Regions from separate parts of the Mus musculus genome. Here region 2 is linked to region 1. Evidence: chromatin contacts called from public promoter capture Hi-C data. All regions are on one chromosome and are shown on one strand. Each heading gives the region's core, a stretch centred on a gene start, on an enhancer-like site or on the middle of the called end of the contact. The rest is flanking DNA. Distances are from core to core; before and after follow the strand shown.

Region 1 (6,394 bases), core at 3,039-5,538:
TTACGACTGCCATGATCCAGTTTTTAATCTCTTACAAAGCAGTTTGCAGACATGATCCTCACTCCTGCACCACCACGAACAGTGTTTCTCCTCTCTTCAGAACATCTGAGTGCTTTCGGGGGCCTGACAAGGATGCTCTCTGTGTAGCCACCAGCACCCTCCAATTGCAGAGTACCCTGAACGCATTATTTGGTTTTATACCTACCTATTTTTTTATGAGATATTTTCTTTATTTACATTTCAAATGTTATCCCCTTTCCTCGTTTCCCCTCCGAAAATCTCCTATCCCCTCCCCCCTCCCCCTGCTCACCAACTCACCCACTCCCACTTTCTGGCCCTGGCAGTCTCCTACTCTGGGTCATAGAGCCTTCACAGGACCAAGGGCCTTTGCTCTCATTGATGACCGACTAGGCCATCCTCTGCTACATATGCAGCTAGAGCCATGAGTCCCTCCCTGTGTTTTCTTTGATTGGTGGTTTAGTCCCTGGGAGCTCTGGGGGTACTGGTTAGTTCATATTGTTGTTCCTCTTATCGGGCTGCAAACCTCTTCAGCTCCTTGGGTACTTTCTCTAGCTCCCTGTGCTTCATCCAATGGATGGCTGTGAGCATCCACTTCTGTATTTGTCAGGCCCTGGCAGAGCCTCTCAGGAGACAGCTGTATCAGGCTCCTGGTCAGCAAGCTCCTGTTGGCATCTACAATAGTGCCTGGGTTTTTATATCTACCTGTTACATGCGGGACTTCTATATAGTCCATGAGTGAGTCCTCTTTTCTAACCAACTGGCTTTCCTACCTGTTCTCACGGCTTTTAACCTCCTCCATTTCAGAACCGTTAGAGGATTCATGAGCTCAGTCTTCAAGAAGAGCCCCACTGAGGACATCATTCTCTCTAGAACGTGCCACATCTAAGAACACAGACATAAGCAAGCCCTTTGCCCAAACTTTTACCCATGACCTTTGGCCTTCTGGCTGTTGAACTTCGAGTTTATAATAAATGCATTCGACATAGAGAATTAATAATTTCTTGGGGCATTGCCATTTTCCTCTATTGTGGGGAATCATTTCTAAGTTGTCCTCTCTATGGCTTAAGGTTTCCATCCTCACTAACTTTATCCTGTTTCTATCCTCAAATTATACAATACTATTTATTGTAAATGGAATTGTGTAAATTGATAATTTTTTTTTTATGAAACGGTATGTGATGCCTTCTGATCCTAGTGGGGCCTTCCCAGGTCTTGCAATCCTTTGGTCCATTAATGTCCACTACCTTTGGACCTTCAACATTGTTTTCTCAAATCCTAACCAGAAATCCATCCTCTGGAGCACACAGCTCTTTCACTGGACTTGATTCCTCAGTAAAGTAAACCTACTTTCCTTCTTCAGCGTGACAGTTCCTAAGCTCACCTCCCTGTATCCGCAGCATCTCCATGGATATTGTTTCTTATATTAAAAAATTTAACTCCCCGTAACTCATGTGCTAAGTAAAAAAAATCAATAAAACCCATTAACCTCAACAGATTTATTTACTACTTATTCATTTTATTTACTCTGTTTAATTTTTATCATGACAAAAGAGCCATAAAATTTATCACAAAAAATGTACATCTTGATGATATTTGTATAGTCTTGTGCAACCATCACTGCCATCCATTTCCAAAATGCCTTCATCATATAAATGGAAACCCTACGTCTGTTTGATAACTTCCATGGCTGGAAAGATGGTTCAGTGGGTAAAATACTTGCTGTCCAAGCATTGAGACCTAAATTCACGTGTCCAGCACCAAAATAACGATGAGGAGTGACTGAATGCATGTCTCTATGATCACAGCACTGTGGAGGCCTGGATAGACGGGCAGATGCCAGGGTTCGGCAGCCAGCCAGTCTATCCAAAGCTGTGAGGTTAATGGGGAGCCCTGACTCCAAATCAAGCTGGAAAGCAATCAAGATAAACATCCCAGTGTCAACCACTGTTTCCACATGCACCCTCCACATACATCCAACACACATGCACACACATACAAACAATAATAATAAATTTCTAAATCCCTTTCTCCTGGGCAACCACTATTGTACGTTCTGTATTTATGCCTTTCCTTTTACTGAATGGAATGTATAAAATGTTATTTTTTAGTTTCAATAATTTCATATCTTACTGGTTTGCTTTAGTTAACATTACTTTCAGTAACTTTTACTTGAAGGATACTTTACAGATGTTAAGTGGTTGTATTTTTATATTAGTTCTATGAGGGACATTTTTGAGACTTAATAAAGATTGGAAATGTTTTACATTGACTGTGTACATTCACTCATCCACTTGAGTGTGGATGCGCATATGTTAGTACAGGGGCCGGCTGAGGCATCAGGCGTTAGCTGTCCCTGGAGCTGGAATTACAGATGATTGGGAATTGCCTGATAATTGAACTTACCTCTTTTGCAAGAACAGAACATGCTCTTAGCTGCTGAGCCATTCCTCCAGCCCTAGTGAGCTTCTATTTTTAAGACATGACTCCAGTAGGTTGTTCTGTGATTTGCAGCTTGTATATATCAGCGGCATCCAGCTATAGTAAAACAAGGAGGAATTCTCTTATCACGGTACCCTTCAAAACAGCTAATCTTAGGAAGTTTGGAAACAGGTGTAGTGCTTGGTGAAGGACTCTCCTGTGCAGATGGCTACCATTTCCTTGCAGAGACCTCAGGGAAGAAGGGAGTAAGACTCAGCACAGATGACCTCTGAACTCTCATGGGGCATTAATCCTAATCTGAGTACCCCACCTTTATGATCATTCAATTTGTTGCCAATAAAGTTGTAGAGTACCACGTCTCTTCCTTTATTTGGTAGCTATTTGCAAAATGCTTAAATAGCACCCGGATGCTAGCACATTTCATCTTAGTATATCAGCTCTGTGAAGCAAATGCTACTATTGGCTTTCTTTTACAGATGAGAAACATACTTGAGGTTGGAGAGATTGCCAGTGACCATTGCGTGGGGACTCGTTGAAGCTGAAGTTTTAATCCTAATAGTCAGGCTGCCTCTGTAGCTCCACATGTAGAGTACACCCAGACCAAGGGTTTCTTACATGATAGCTCCAGTTCTCCCTCACAGAGACATAGAATCAATGGATGTTCAGCTAGGATCTACATTCAAATACCAACAATGACAAAAACAAACACAAACAAACAAACAACAATAACGACAACAATCTGGAGACCTAAGACTGCATTCAGGCAGATTCTGAAATTGTTTAAATAGAGAGCAACAAATATGTCAGTAATTATCTAAGTCTGGTGTATTGGCTCCTGAGTCTAAGAAGCACTTGGAAGGTGGGAGGAGAAGGCTTGGAAGTTCAATAGCTAGTTCTAGGTAACCCTGAGTAGTAATTAATAATAATAATAATAATAATAATAATAATAATAATAATATTCAAAGACTCAGTTTTACAATACAGATAGATTCAGATAGCATGAAAATAGTTGTACAAGTAGACTAATAGTTATATAAAGCCATAGCCCTTTGCTGTTAGACTGGTGCTTGTGACATCTGTGGCCTTTTATATCTAGGAACCCCCTCCTCAGCCCAGAAAAAAACCCACAGCTTTCCCGTGGACTTTCCTTAGTCAAAACAAAATATGACCTGCTATACAGCAGGGTAGGGATGCTTCAGGAACCACACCGGGAGTTCGGACTTTCGGGAAGTTCCCAAGCTCAAAAAACAAAGAGGAGATTGCTACAGCATTCTAAAATAAACAGGGACCTAACCTTGACAGTGATCTTTCTCCTCACCCTCTTCACATGCCTCCCTGATACAAACCACCAACTGTGATTTACCACAAAAACAGTTGGCAAAAGCAAACCACCTCACGTGGGATAAGAGAGGGTAGATGTCTTTTTAAAGAATGCGTTAATCTGCCACACTCAAAAAACAAGACAAGCTTCCATCCCCGCAAATCACTGTAGTACACCAAGTGGAATCCTAGGTGGCGTGGCGCCCACGTGCACATAACGCGTGTGACCCACCTCGCCCTGAGCACTGGAGACTCTGAAGTCTCACTACTCCTCCCCCCCCCAACCCCCCAGCCGTCACTTGTCCAGCGAAGCACGTCACTCCCTCCCCTTTGGGACTTTGGGGCAAAAAGCAAAAATCCCAGAGTCTAATCCTTGGGAGTGGAGCAAGGGGGAGGAGCGATGTCCTTTCCGGTTGCAGGGAAACACCCTGTACTCCGGGAATTTCCCTGGCCCGGAGCTCTGGAGTTTCGAGCATAAAAGGGGCTCGCGGGAGCCCTAGAGCTCCACAACAGGACTCAGAGCCTCTAACCAGTTCCAGCACTCCAGACTCCAGCCACACTCCAACACAGCACCATGATCCCAGCCACCCGCTCGCTTCTCTGTGCAGCGCTGCTGCTGCTGGCCACCAGCCGCCTGGCCACAGGTAGGTCTCGCCACTGCCACTGGGGGAGGAGGGACCTCTGGTGAGCGCAGCCTCCCACAGTCCCGCTGACCAAGAGTCTTCTCCCATAGGGGCGCCTATCGCCAATGAGCTGCGCTGTCAGTGCCTGCAGACCATGGCTGGGATTCACCTCAAGAACATCCAGAGCTTGAAGGTGTTGCCCTCAGGGCCCCACTGCACCCAAACCGAAGTCATGTGAGTATCTTCCCGGTTAGCTTCTGCCACTTCCAGACTCGCCCAAACCCTCCCGCGCCCCCACACTTCTCCTAGTGGGAATGCCTAACATGTGGGTCTATCCTTCTCTCTGCAGAGCCACACTCAAGAATGGTCGCGAGGCTTGCCTTGACCCTGAAGCTCCCTTGGTTCAGAAAATTGTCCAAAAGATGCTAAAGTGAGTTGTGACTTGTGTTTGTACCCGAGACTAGAGTCAAGGGTGGGAGTACTGGCATATGACCCCTGAACGTTAATTCTATCAAGGAAAGTCTGTGTTTATCAGGAGGTCGGAAAGTTGTGGTTATTATTTTGGTAATTGACCTTAATTTGAGATCATTAATTGGTTCTGATGCTAGAGAATTGTGTCCTCTTGGACACAATTACTATTGTATATTACACAATTACTATTGTGTATAATTATTACCACACTCAAAACCCCTATGCAAATGGTCAGTGGCAACAGTTCCTAAAAGATGGAGAAGTCGCCAATAGCCTTTAAAAGTCTCCTTAGGGGCTGGCAAAGCATGCCCGAGCCTTCTTTTGCCAGTGAGATTTCCCTGAGTTCAAGGCTAAGGTCTCTGTGAATGTTACATAATTTATTGAATTTAAGCCAAGTAGGGGAGATAATAGCAGCTATATCACAGAGTTGTGAGTGAGAGAGGATTAAAGTCACACTTGTAAATTAACCCATGCTGAAGTAGGTTTTTGTTTGTTTGTTTTTGTTTTTGTTTGTTTTTGTTTTCCAAGTCAAGTGATTGACTCCACAGGAACCGACAGTACAGAACTCTGGGTGCAAGTGTAGACATGTAGAAAGCCCATCTGGAGCCTCAGGGGCTGGAATAAAAGAAGAAAGGCTTTGATGACTATTTGTAACAATGACTCTTTTCTGATTGCAGAGGTGTCCCCAAGTAACGGAGAAAGAAGACAGACTGCTCTGATGGCACCTGTCTGGTGAACGCTGGCTTCTGACAACACTATACAATTTCTTTTGAGGGTCCTATTTATTTATGTATTTATTTATTCCACAAAGTGTGTGGTTTTTATTTTACATTAATATTTAACAGTGTGGATACATTTCATCGATGGTAGTTCAGTTCTGCTTGTTCAGTTTAAAGATGGGTAGGCTTAAAATATTTCATTAAACTAATATTTATTGGGAGACCACTAAGTGTCAACCACTGTGCTAGTAGAAGGGTGTTGTGCGAAAAGAAGTGCAGAGAGATAGAGTTTAGTATTATGTTTTGTATGTATTAGGGTGAGGACATGTGTGGGAGGCTGTGTTTGTATGTCTTGAAAAGAATGTCAGTTATTTATTGAAAGTCGTCTTTCATATTGTATGGTCAACACGCACGTGTTGACGCTTCCCTTGGACATTTTGTGTCTAGTTGGTAGGGCATAATGCCCTTTTACATTCTTTAACCCTGTTTCTCCTGGTCTCGTCTCGCTCGGGACAGAGACGTTCAAAGGACTGTTACAAATGAAGTAAAAATAAAAGTTTTATTAAAAAAAATAACATGGGTGCTTTTTGTCTTATTCTTCTTGACATGGTGGTTTGTAGTTAATCTTGTACCTATGATGGCTGGAATTTCTTATGACTTGCATACTTGAGGAGGAGCAATTGCTACCCCTGAAAAACACATTCTATGATTCCCCAACTTTCTTGATAATTTCTAGCTCTACACTGACCAATTTTTTTACTCAAAAAAAAGTTCCTTTTTTTAAAAAAATACCTTTGCTGT
Region 2 (6,379 bases), core at 1,810-4,309, 2.3 Mb after region 1:
CTTTAACTGAATTGGATCCTGTATAAAAACAAGGCAATTTTCAGGAGCATTACCTAAAGAGGTACTGACTGCAGGCCTCAGAACTACATTTACTAAATTTAACTGTGCTGTGATTCTGAATGGAAACACTCCTATCCATAGGGTACAGAGTCCAGGAGTATACACCACATTCACAAGACTATAAAATGGGCAAAAACTTAAATATGCATAGAATTAAGTTGTAAATTATTTGTCAATATTGTAGGAGAAACATTTTTACACTCCTTTAAGACAGCTGCTCACAGGTAGCAGGGAATTCAGTTTTTGCTCCTTTTACAGAAAACTTACAGGTCTATCCTCTAACATATAAGAGATTTAAGCTAAATGAATAAGGAATTTTGCTAACATAAACCCTTAAAAGTGTCATGAGAACTTTCCTGTTATGTAGCCCAGGCCAGCCCTGAATGCCCCACCTCAGCCTCTCAGGACAACTCTTATTTTAATGATAGAATTTTATTGTTTCTTGTTCATCTTTACCCACTATTAGTTACATGCACAAATGTGAATTATCTTTTTAGTCTCTAAAAACAAAAGGGCTATAGAGGTTGGGCATCCCTTATATAATGTGTCCAATTTTTTCATATATTGTATGTGTGGTTTTAGAATATTTACATATACATAATTAGAAGGGAATCCAATATAAATATGAAATCCATATATACCTATATATATGCCAGATAATTTTCTATAATTTAAAAATAATTTTTCACTTGTGAACTTATGAAATTACTTTCCACAAATTTAGGGTGCTCAATTTGATTTTTGCTTGGCATATTCTAAATGAACTGTTAAACTTTAAATTTTCCTTAACATTTAAAATAGCTTTACATATTCCTCCCATTGTCTCAAATACTTCTATACTGTTCATGCTTATTAAAAGGCTTAGATTTTGCATTAACAAGCTAGCATAATGCTTACCTTACATCAAACTGTACTACCAACATACATCCAGGACCCCCTGATCTTAAGAGTGGAACACAATGCCGGTAAACAACCACATTAATAGCAAGCTTCATCAATACATAATTATCCTATTATGGTGATCACAATGCCAACTCTATTAATAATCCTGTACTGACTGTTGACTTCTGGTCCTTCCTTCCTTTTCTGAACAGAGAAGATCAATGTGAGCCTTTAAGGTTTTTGTAGCTACTATTCCCTCCTTGACTTTATGAACCAGCAATACCGGGTCATAGGCGATCCCACATCACCGTCTAGAATTGTGCAGAAACACACTACCCTGCCTTTCTGTATCCATACTTGGACATAATCCTGCCTTTGTATGTAATTACTGTCATGACCATTGCTAGACCTGCTTTCTCAACTAATCATGAGTATCTTTACCACTAACAGTTTCCAAACTTTAGCACTGTACCTCCCTGCCCCCCAAATCACAGCTTACCCTTGTCAGGTGCTTATCAATAGCCCTCAATGCTTTGCTACTACTTGGCTAGCTATTGTTCATATTACTCTAAGTAATCCTTGTTTAACCCTATGATGGTGGAATTACTAAATCCATTTAAAAGATGAACAAACACACAGGTAGGTTGAATACTCTTAATTTTTAAGAATTACTTGACCAGAATAAACAAATACTCTTGGCTTTTAACCTAACCCTTTTTTTAACCCCTTTTAAGACAGGGTACATACATATATGTATGTGTGTGTATGTCTCCATCCCTAGCTGTCCAGAAAGTTTCTAGGTTTACCAGGCTGCTGTTCAAACACTCAATGGCTCTTCACTGACAAAGTGAAACGTAAGTATTTTACTTTGCTATTCTAAGACCTTCAGTTGATCCATTTACCTCGTTGATCTATTTACCTCACACTTTCCACGAATTTACTACACAATGTTCAACTTCTGCCTAAATGACCTGCGGTGGAGCAGGCTAACTCTGCAGAGAGCATTTAGCTCTTGCAAAATTCGGCATTTTTCTGTCCTTTATGATGCAACTCAGTTCCCTCACCTCTCTAGTTTCCTCCACCGGCCCAAGCCCTAGACGACGTTACACTCCCGCGCGCGGTGTGTGGGTGGCGGGGGGGGGGGGGGGTAGGGCAGAGGAAGATAACTATTGGCTTGACATTCACAATACTCTGCCCGGTAAATTATGTTCGGTGGTCACGAGGGATCGGTGGCTTCTGTGGGTGGGGGTGTGTCACCTTCTTTATTAGCACTGGCTCGCGGAGCCTGGAACTGGCACCCCAGTCGGTGACGGGCTGTGGCTACAAGTTACTTGGGGACCAAAAAAAAAAAAAAAAAAGAAAAAAAGGCCGGGCTCAAAGGAAACCCACGCAGCGCTGCCAGAGACGGCGAGGGGGTCCCCGAGGTGCCCAGGAAAGGTTCGCCGAGGGGACCGGTCCTCGGGGGAGCGGCGCGCGCCCCCGCGAGCTCCCACTCCAGCGGCGCGCACGGCGACCGCGCCGCGCCCCCGCCCTCACCTTCTTCTTCTCCTCCTCTTCCTCCTCCTCCTCCTCCCCGGCAGAGCTGTAGGCCTCACAGTGGTGACGCGGGGTCATCCGGGGGCCCGTTACCACCTCATGATCCTCGGCGCGCGGCAGCGGGGCGCGCGGGACCAGGGCCGGGCCGTCTGAGGAGGGAGAAGAGGGCAAACCGGGCCGGCGGGCGCGGGTACTCGGGCGGGACGCACGGCTGCGGCCGAGGGGTCACTCAGCGAACTAGTTCCATGATGACCCTGGGCCCGAGGCCGCCGCCGCCGGTCCCGCTCCTCCGACCGCCGCCGCTGGTGCCCGGGTGAGGAGGGGGCGCCCTCTCGCCATAGGGCGGCGGGGGCCGGGGAGAGGCGCGGGGTGAGGCCGGCTCTGCCCCTGCCCGAGGGAAACGCCTCCGAGGGGAAATGGTGGAAGGGGGGAAGGGGAAAAAAGAAAAGAAAAGGAAGGGGAAAGGGGGAGAAAATAAGAAAAAGCGAGACAGAGGCGCTGGCGCGTCCGCTCGCGGGGGAAGGCTGGGGAGGGAGGAGCGTACGAAAAAGCGCCGGCCGCCTAGCCCCGCCCTCGCGGACTGATTTCGGCCGCGCGTGTCTGTAAACAACGCCAGTGTTCTCGTCTCTTCCTGGCCACCTCCGGTGTCCCACGGACGCATAGGAGAGTTTGAACAAAGACGAACTTCCGTGTCTTATGGACGCACAGGAGAGTTTGAACAAAGACGAGCTTCCGGAGACGACCTGGGGAAGGCGCTGGGACTGGGATGAAAAGGGAAAGTGCATTTTGTGTGCACAAAGAGAAGGAAAGGTGCGCGGACTCTTTTTCCTCGGGCGCGCGGAAGAACCCCCGCCGCCTGTTCGGTGACGTAAGAGGCTTGTTAGCCGAGGAGGCGTGCAGTGGCCGGAGAGTGTGCTGCGCATGCGCCTCTGGAAAGAAAGGAGCCTAGCCTCAGGGAAGGGTTTCTGGGTGAGCGCCTGCGCCCAACCTAGAGTCTCCCAGTGTTTCCCAGCCCAACTTGTCCTTAGCCCTCCTGAACGAATTTATTAGACGTGGATGGAGATCTTTTGTGTAAAGATCACATTCTTTGTTGACCTTACGCAAAATTATGTTGTCCCGTTCCTATTAGTGAGTAAGGACATGCATCTTTTTAACCATCCTGTGGGTGATGGGAGACTGAAGCACTTTAGAATTAAGAAAATTAAGGGGATCATATCCTGCGTGCTTAAGGCTACTTGTAAAAACAGTGGATTAGACTACTGACGGCTTGGCTGTGCGCCAATGGAATTCTAGTCATGAGCCAGTATGTCTAGTATTTCAGGGTCCTGTTTATCACTAACTAGGTCCTTAACGAATGTGAACTAAATGTGTTTTATTTACTTGAGTACTTTTTACTCCAGTTGGTAAATTTTGCAAATCTTACAATGGTTCTACTTATGAAAAGAATGCAGATAGCTTTGGGAAGAAGGGGAGACCTGGAACTTAACCATTTACCTAGTCAAGCATTCATTTTACATCACTGGAAAAAAACAAAAACAAAAACAAAAAAAAAACCCGATCAGGTTTTTACAGAACTGGAATTAGCTTGAAAACAAAAGGCTCCTGTCTTCAAGGAGTTTGCAACTCAGGCACAGAGATACCCATTGATCACTGTATGAAATTACCCAAAAGACTGTTTTACTCTATAGCCATCCCCTCCCCATATGAACTCATGGATGGCCTGGATCTTGTATAGTTTGTTTTATACTGCATTTCTGTATGTGAAAGGCTCTCAGTATTTGATTTCTGACCTCATAAACAAGTGTCAGTAGCAGAAGGATTAAGATGGAAAATTTCAGACCAGTGTGGAAACGCCTTTAACCTGCTCTGGGCTCTCAGTAAAGGTTTCTCTGAGGAAGTGACATTTAAGATGAGTCTTGAAACCACTGGGCAAAGAAAAATATAGGCACAGGAAGCAACATATGGAAAGCACTGAAGCTTACATTGCCTCTGAGACTCAAGGGGCAGAAAGCTGAGGTCAGAGAGGATTCTATAGGGCACAGCGGGGCTCAGGAAGCACTGGAGGGTTTTAAGTAGGTTCTACGTGTGCCTGCATTTCCCACCCCCATCTAGTCTTTTTCTGTATTGTTACACGTTCTTTTTTTTTTTTTTAATATGACCAACATTTTTTTTTCCTGGATAAAAGTCTCAAGAGTATGGCCTTTCTGCATAACTTATCGTGGCACAACTATTGTGACACCGTGGAATCGTTTCTGCCTCTCATTTCTTCAAGGAAGACTGGGTAAGAGTGTAGCACAGCAGTAGTGGCCGTGTGTATGTGTGTGTGTGTGTGAATTCATATATATGGGAGCTGGATAGATGATTCATTAGTTAAGGGCAAGTACAAGACCCAAGTTACAGTGGCTCACAGTGATTCACTCCTAGTCATCTGATCCCCTCTTCTGAACTCCATCGGGACCTGCAGTACGCAGGTGCATAGCTCCCATGCACATATATACACATAATTAAAAATAAAATATGCATTCTTAAAAAGAAGTTCTATGTGGATGGTCACAGAAGCATTGTTCATAAGAGGTAAAAGATAAAGCAACAGAAAGTGGTTTCTCAGCTGCCTGGTGTTACGTGTATATCTCCATATCTTACCGTGGATTAAATGGCCACTAGCATTCATGAACTTCAAAAAAAAAGTTTATAATTAAGTGAGAGCTCTTAAATACTCCTGGTTATGTTTCATTGGCTTAACTCTTATATCAAACAACTTGGCAAAATAGTCATCAAAAGCCATAAGAATGTAAGTCCTGCTGGATGCAGAAATAACCTCAAAGGAGGTTACGCATGGAGATACTAGATGACTCTTTTCCCATTTTTCCCAGTAGCAGCTTTATTGACACGTAAACTATCCATTTAAAGCATGTGGTTCACCTCGCTGAGCACTCATCATCACAATCCATTTCAGAACATTTTCATCACCTTGAAAATAAACCTAGCATCCTTCCCGAATCACCTGCCAGTGCTGTGCCCACCCCAGCCCAAAGCCATGTGAGTTCCTTCCTCCGTAGACCTGTGTATTTGGGACATTCCCTGAAATAGGCCTTCTGTGATGGTGTGTCTTCTAGAAACCAGTGTCAGTTGTCTAAAGAAAAATATATTCTTCACTATTTTAAAAAAATTTAACCTTTTATTTTATGTGAATGGGTGTTCTGTTCTACAGCATGTGTTGTCTAGACATCCTGCATGTGTTTGGATCCCTGGTATTTATGCACTGTTGGGAGCTGCCATGCGGGTGCTGGGAATTGAACCCAGGTCATCTGGAAGAGCATCCAGAGCTCTCAACCCCCGAACCATCTCTCAACCCACCACCACTCATTCGTTAAACATTGGTTCGGGATCTTTTCTTGCTTGATAACTGTATTTTACATGAAGCACTGTTGCACAGTAGAAAGTTATAAAGTCCCCTGAGAAAAGAAGTCTTATAAAGACAAATGTATTGATTAGGAATGGCTCCCAAATAATAAGTTTTTAGAGTACCCTTCTACATGGACTTTGAGACTATGGCTCATGATGTAGTAGTTGTGGCAATAAGCGCATCATTTTTTTTTTTTAAATCCTGAAATCACTCTATACAGTAGGTATTTTTGCTGCCCCTGTGCAGTGGAAGACAGTAGATGTCTAAGGTTGACCACACAGAAAGACACAGCTAGGACTCAACCCCAGCTTGACCTACTCCACACTTGCCTGTACTTTCAGGGACCACTTTGGACTTGTCCCTGTGGATATTTCTGGCTTTGTTAAATTATAGAATAAAAACACTATATTTTTGGTTTGCCTTTAATCTTTTTTTTTTTTCCCATTCTAGTGAGTAGTTTTTACTTTGGTTTCTAAAGTGTTTTGCCTTGTTTTG

The links. Capture Hi-C pulls out chosen DNA fragments and counts their contacts.
Region 2: a contact with region 1 is called in a promoter capture Hi-C map of liver, with 4 times the contacts expected there. The contact joins the promoter of Ccni here to the promoter of Cxcl1 in region 1. A contact is called at or near these places in 2 of 9 other capture datasets (adipose tissue and liver).

The regions. Positions count from the first base shown.
Region 1 is chr5:90,886,957-90,893,350 of GRCm38.p6, forward strand. It overlaps Cxcl1 (chemokine (C-X-C motif) ligand 1), which reads left to right and starts at 4,289. Exons shown (of 4, transcript NM_008176.3): 1 at 4,289-4,424; 2 at 4,514-4,637; 3 at 4,753-4,833; 4 at 5,552-6,165. The coding sequence starts at 4,355. The coding sequence ends at 5,567.
Region 2 is chr5:93,203,436-93,209,814 of GRCm38.p6, forward strand. Ccni (cyclin I) reads right to left here and starts at 3,060. Exons shown (of 7, transcript NM_017367.3): 1 at 2,479-3,060. It overlaps 2010109A12Rik (RIKEN cDNA 2010109A12 gene), which reads left to right and starts at 3,083. Exons shown (of 3, transcript NM_029363.1): 1 at 3,083-3,288; 2 at 4,664-4,759. The coding sequence starts at 3,245.